Regions from separate parts of the Mus musculus genome. Here region 1 is linked to region 2. A link is a contact called in public HiChIP or PLAC-seq data. All regions are on one chromosome and are shown on one strand. The core of a region is the stretch at or near the end of the contact, and the rest is flanking DNA. Distances in the headings are between cores, read along the strand shown. Region 1 has its middle 73 kb from the start of Gm36603. Region 2 holds the start of Lef1 (lymphoid enhancer binding factor 1).

The links. HiChIP or PLAC-seq counts read pairs in DNA pulled down with a chosen protein or histone mark.
Region 1: a contact with region 2 is called in an H3K4me3 HiChIP or PLAC-seq map of the SCID.adh cell line, with 31 read pairs. The contact joins the enhancer-like site here to the promoter of Lef1 in region 2. A contact is called at or near these places in 6 of 39 promoter capture datasets (3T3-L1-derived adipocytes, the C10 cell line, frontonasal cranial neural crest and 3 more), 1 of 15 datasets of contacts at CTCF or cohesin (pro-B cells), 14 of 484 Hi-C or Micro-C datasets (the C10 cell line, CD4 T cells, CD4 single positive thymocytes and 5 more), 9 of 115 datasets of contacts at active chromatin or transcription factors (the 230-238 cell line, the SCID.adh cell line, T-cell acute lymphoblastic leukemia and 5 more) and 3 of 9 other capture datasets (adipose tissue, liver and pancreatic islet).

Annotation. Positions count from the first base shown.
Region 1 is chr3:131,033,559-131,036,541 of GRCm38.p6, forward strand. No RefSeq gene overlaps it. Among named protein-coding and RNA genes, the nearest start is that of Gm36603, 73 kb to the right of the region's middle. Within about 2 kb of position 1,428, at least 10 of the 459 cell types and tissues checked have an H3K27ac peak or open chromatin away from gene starts, as enhancers often do. A contact at or near this core is called in the SCID.adh cell line, where this site is marked.
Region 2 is chr3:131,108,892-131,111,717 of GRCm38.p6, forward strand. It overlaps Lef1 (lymphoid enhancer binding factor 1), which reads left to right and starts at 1,406. Exons shown (of 12, transcript NM_010703.4): 1 at 1,406-2,787. The coding sequence starts at 2,581.

The DNA of each region.
Region 1 (2,983 bases), core at 178-2,677, 75 kb before region 2:
AGGGAGGGAGGGAGGGAGGAAGGAAGGAAGGAAGGAAAAGAAAGAAAAGATCCCTCTGCCTGTGGACTTTGAAATTCATAAAAATGCAATGTCGAGGGTTTCTGTCATGAACACCCAAGTGAGTCTGTTCTATAAGTTGCTCAGTGATCCTATTCAAAGAATATTCTCCTTGGTTACCTTTTAAATCCCAGTGAAAGCAAACAGAACACAGCCATTTAAATCCTGTTAAATATCGTGTCTTAGTGAGGGTTTCCATTGCTACGAAGAGACCAAGGCAGCTCTTATAAAGGACAACATTTAATTGGGGCTGCCTTACAGGTTCAGAGGTTCAGGCCATTATCATCAAGGCAGGAGCATGGCAGTGTCTAGGAAGATGTAGGGCTGGAGGTGCCGAAAGTTCTCCATCTTGACCGAAAAGCAAACAGAAGACTGGCATCCTCAAGCAGCTAGGAGGAAGCTCTCAGAACCCACACCCACAGTGACATACTTCCTCCAACAAGCCACACCTACTCCAACAAGGCCACACCTCCTAATCGTGCCACACCCTGGGCCTAGCATTTCAAACCACCACATAGTCTAATCATTAATATTGTGATCACCAGCTTTCACTAAAATTTTAAAACCTATGTTTAAAAAAAATTTTTTTTCTGTTTCCCTTGACAGCCAAGAAGCTAAAGCAAGTATGTTTTTGAAAATGCTCAGGTCTCAGAGTCCTTTATCTACATAGGCCTTTGTGTAGTGGGTGAGTACTATCCATCATTACCACAAAGGAGTGCAGGGCCCCAAGGATCTAAAAGGAAAGTAAAACATATGCAAGCCCACAAAAGACAACAGGACATTCTCATGAGACTCCTCTCTCCAAAGCAAAGTTATGAAAGAAAAGTAATTGTCAAATAATTTAATCTCCTGCTATCGCAGAGAGTATGGAAGGGAGTGGACCCAGGTGCTCAGAGGCTGTTAATCTGCTTCTTGTATTCACCACACCCATGTAAACTACGGTGTCATCTCTCCAGCGAGGGGGAAGGGAGTCATGCTTTCTTCCCCATGGTACTCAGTGGACACAGTCAGATAGGCGTTTGGCAAACTATCTACAACTCTCATTTTCGTTAGTATGTAATTAACATATCAGTGGGTTTGTGTGTGTGTGTGTGTGTGTGTGTGTGTGTGTGTGCTTTGTAAAATTTCACATACTTACAAGAAGAACTAATAAGATAAATAATTTTCTCTTATCATCCTGGGAATTTTATTCACGAGTTGTTACCTAGTCTGAGTTATAAGAGGAAGAAGGCTAAGGAGCCTGGGTTCTCCTCTGTTACTGAATTGTGTTCCCTTTGTTTTCCTGGGGAAGACTCTGTGCTAACCACTATCCCTTACACTAGTGTGTGAGACAATCTCTGCTCTCTCCAGCTACACAAGGCAGCTGTGGAGACAGATGCTTTCCTCACGGAGCACAGCATGAGTGCTAGAACAGATGGGCAAGCAAAGGGCTATCTCAGCAGCAAGCCAGAAGTGGCTACGCCCAGTTAACCTCCATTAAAAATGGCACCTTAGCGTTGAAAATGATGTCGTTTTTTCACAGTTCCTACAGAGGAAATTTGTATGGAAAAGCAATAAAACAAACAAGCAAAGGTTGGAAAATAATACATGAGGGAAGGTTTTATGAGATTAAACATCAAATCAAGAGGTGGGATTTCATTTCCTAGGTGATGGTGAAGCAGTCCCGACCTTTAATTATGTGTGCTTGGAACACCAAGCAAAAACTTAGGAAGAAAACTCAAGTCTCTAAGCTAAGAATTTCTTTTTTATTAATCAAGACTTCAATATAAAGGACTTACAAATTGGAACACATCACACAGTTAGCCAGACCCCACGGTCTGTGCATCTAGATGAACATCCATCCTGTTTCTGCACAGCAAAGGAAACAGTCAGCCCACAGAATGAGAGAATCTTCACCAGACGTACCCCAGACAAGAGACAATACCCAGAATCTACAAAGAATTTCAGAAATTAGACCCTGGAGAAATAAAATTACCGACCAATAAGTGGATTGATGAAATAAATAGACATTTAAAAAAAAAAACACCTAATGAAACACAAATAGCCAATTAACTATTTTGAAAAGTGTTTACCATCTGTAGCCATCAGCAAAATGCTAATTTTAACTATGTTAAGGCTTCACCTCACCCAGGCGAATGGCTATCATCAAGAAATCTACAAATGTTGTAGAGGATGTGGGAAAGAGGATCCCTTAGCCACTGCTGGTGGGGGTGCAAATTAATGCAGCCATTCCGGGAGTCACCTTGAAGGTTCCTGAAACAATTTTAAATATAACTATCATGTGGCCCGGGCATTTCATTCCTAGGAACATACGAGAGAACTCCACCCTTACCACAGTGATATCTGCACCTCCATGTTATTGCTACTTTACTCATTAGAGCGAGGGAGTGGAGCTAATCATGTTGTCCATCAACAGAAGAATGGATAGGGAACATCTGGAAGGCTATTCAGCTCTAAAGAAAAATAAAATTTAAACATTTTGAGCCGGGCATGGTGGCGCACGCCTTTAATCCCAGCACTCTGGAGGCAGAAGCAGGCGGATTTCTGAGTTCAAGGCCAGCCTGGTCTACAAAGTGAGTTCCAAGACAGCCAGGGCTATACAGAGAAACCCTGTCTCAAAAAACAAAAAACAAACAAAAAAAATTTATAGGGGCTGGAGAGATGGCTCAGCAGTTAAGAGCACTGACAGCTCTTCCAAAGGTCCTGAGTTCAATTCCCGGCAACCACATGGTAGCTAACAACCATCTGTAATGAGATCTGGCGCCCTCTTCTGGAGTGTCTAAAGACAGCTACAGTGTACTTACTTACTTAAATAAATCTTTTAAAAAATATATAGAATAAGCACAATGCATAATGTTGAGTGAGGTCATACAATCTCAGAAAGAACAATACGCAATATGTGGATCCTAGCTTCTAATATATATGC
Region 2 (2,826 bases), core at 156-2,655:
CAGTAAGCAAAGTTTTAAATGCTGACTTAAAGAACTGTTAAAGTCTACAATGCCCAATAGCCCACACTTTCACCTTTAAAAGAGAGCTCTTGTCCTAAGCGTTCTTATGTAATGAAACCAACACACGATTCGTTGGAGTCTTATTTTCCATTTAAGTAAGATGGAGATACAATTCTTCCTGTTTACTGCTCCCAGGTTCTACAGATGGCTGCCTCACTGGTCTAATGATTTTGCCTGAATATTTGACTTGAGGGGAGGGGTTGAGAGCTAAAAGACAATGTGTTTCCAAACTTAAGCCCCACTTACACAGTGACTTTCACAAAGCGTCGCCCTTAAAAGTCCTGTCCAAAATGCACCAAGGAGACAGTGGGAACCGGAGAATTTTTGAGGTTTGATTCGTATTTACATCCATCCTTTAAAGGTCCCTTTCAGCGGAGTCTCCAGGATGTCAGCAACTGCCCAGTGCTGCCTGCCTCTCCTAGGTTGTTCTTCTCCCTCCTTTTGGGATGTATTTTCCTTTTTCTACGAGGTCTCTACACGCTGAGTCGAGAATCTCCAAAAACCCACGTTCATTCGGTGATAAAGGCACAATGAATGTGATAGCGTAGAAGCGATATTTAAGGCTCAGTCTTCATCCACACCCTTCTTACTGATCCTTCCCCCCTGGTAAGCCTGGAGATTTTATTTTCGCTAGGGTGGTGTGCCCTTGTCTCCGAAGTGTGTGTGATTCACGGTTAGTAGAGTCACAACTCTTCTGTTTGCCTTTGCTGAATCTCTTCTCTCTGGTTAGGTGAGCAATGTGTTACATTTTCTCCTTTTCCTTCCCCTAGTCCCTAATTCTCGCCTTATTCCCTCTGTCAGAGCATCTATCAATGTGGTGTCGACCACAGCGCCAGCGGCTTTCTCTTTCATCTTCCTCCCCTTGCCTGAGTGAGGGGGCTAGAGTGGGCGGCGGGAAGGAGGTTGAAGAAAGACTGGCAAAGGACTAGAAGTGAGGCGCCGGGGGCGGGGTGGGGTGGGGTCGGCAAGAGAAGAAGAGATGCTCAGATGATGAAGTTAAGCCATTCCCGTAGTTTCTCGTCAATTTTCACGTGGGCCACACTGTTCTTTGGGGTTGGGTTACACACAGCACCCAGTCTATCTTCAGGTTGTATGGTGTCGTCCCCCCCCCCCCAGGCATGAACAGGCGGGCGCAAACACATACGCACCCCCACGGCGCCCCCCCCCCCCAAGTATGACTCGTCCTTTGGGTGCTAGGAAATGAACTAGGGCTGGGGGGGGGGGGAGAGAACCTGGATCTCCTCCTCCTCCTAACAGACTCCCTCCTCCCCACCCCTCCAGCAGGCAGCCAAGGAGAGCAGGAGGCGGGGGAGGGGCGGGGGAGGAGAAGCGACGCAAGTGAATAGCTTTGCAGCGCCGGCTAGGCGCGGCGAGGAGAAGCGGTGGGAAGGCGCAACCGCTCACCTGCGGGGCAGCGCGCACCGGAGGGACCGGGCTGCGCTTTCGTGGGCCCTGGCATTCGGACATTCCCGGAGCCTTGCAAGCGGCTACGCTCCGGGTGTTCCCCGGCCGGTCTGCCCGGAGGAGCCGAGGGGCCACCGGCAGCTCTTTGCTTTGACCGAGGGGAGGCGGGGAGAGAGGCGAGCCAGGCAGAAACTCGAGCCGGGAACAAAGAGGGATCGGGCTCGAGTGTGTGTGTGTGTGTGTGTGTGTGTGTGTGTGTGTAAGTGTGTGTATCGGCCCGAGCTGCGGGCTGGAACATTTGGGCCCGAAGCTCCTGCTGTGACTCCCCAAGACTCCGCCGTGCCAGCCACCGCCGATTCCCAGCGCTCATCATCACAAACTTTATTCTTGGCAAACTTCTCTTTTTCTCCCCTCCTCCTCCGCCCCTCCCCCTCCAGCAGATTAAATGCTCCTCCAGAAGGAAAACCGAAGCGAAAGGGAAGGAAAGAAGCTCTAACGCGGACGTCTGCAGCCCGGTGGCTCTTTATTGTTTACTCTGAAGGAAGTGGACTTTTCGGTATTTTCTGATTCTTCTCGTACCTCCGCTGGGGCAAAGGGAGCCTCTTGGCCCAGCTCTCCTCTTCTCAAAAACAAAACAAAACAAAACCCCAAATCACCGAAATCAGCATCCGAGGAATCCGTGGAGAGGTTTTGCACGGTGACGCACCACGGGACCCTCGTTTGCACTTTGGCAAGTCGTGTCCCCTCCGGAACCGGTGTCCTCGAAGCACAGACCCCAGCAACGAGTGCGGCGTGGGGTGGCCACCCAGCCCTGGCAGCCTAGCCTAGTGCACGCGGAGCGGCGTAGACGCTCTCAGAGGCGCCGGCGGCTGCCGCCCTCGCAGTCTGGTGCCCTTCGCCCCAGGGCCGGGCGCCGGCGTCCTTCTAAGTGGGAAAGCGCGGCAATCGCAGAGGCTCCTGCAGCTGCTCCAGCCGTGGGCCCCTCGCTTGCCCACCCGGCTTCCATTCACAGTCCTCCCGCACTCAGTCTTCCAACTCCCCCACCTCACATCGACCCTCCCTTCTTGCTGTCTCGGAGTGCTCCCGCAGCGGAGCGGAGATTACACAGCCGCCGGGATGCCCCAACTTTCCGGAGGAGGCGGCGGGGGGGACCCGGAACTCTGCGCCACCGATGAGATGATCCCCTTCAAGGACGAAGGCGATCCCCAGAAGGAGAAGATCTTCGCCGAGATCAGTCATCCCGAAGAGGAGGGCGACTTAGCCGACATCAAGTCATCTTTGGTTAACGAGTCCGAAATCATCCCAGCCAGCAACGGGCATGAGGTGAGTGGGCAGCTGTCCGGAGAGGCGTGGCGGGTCCCG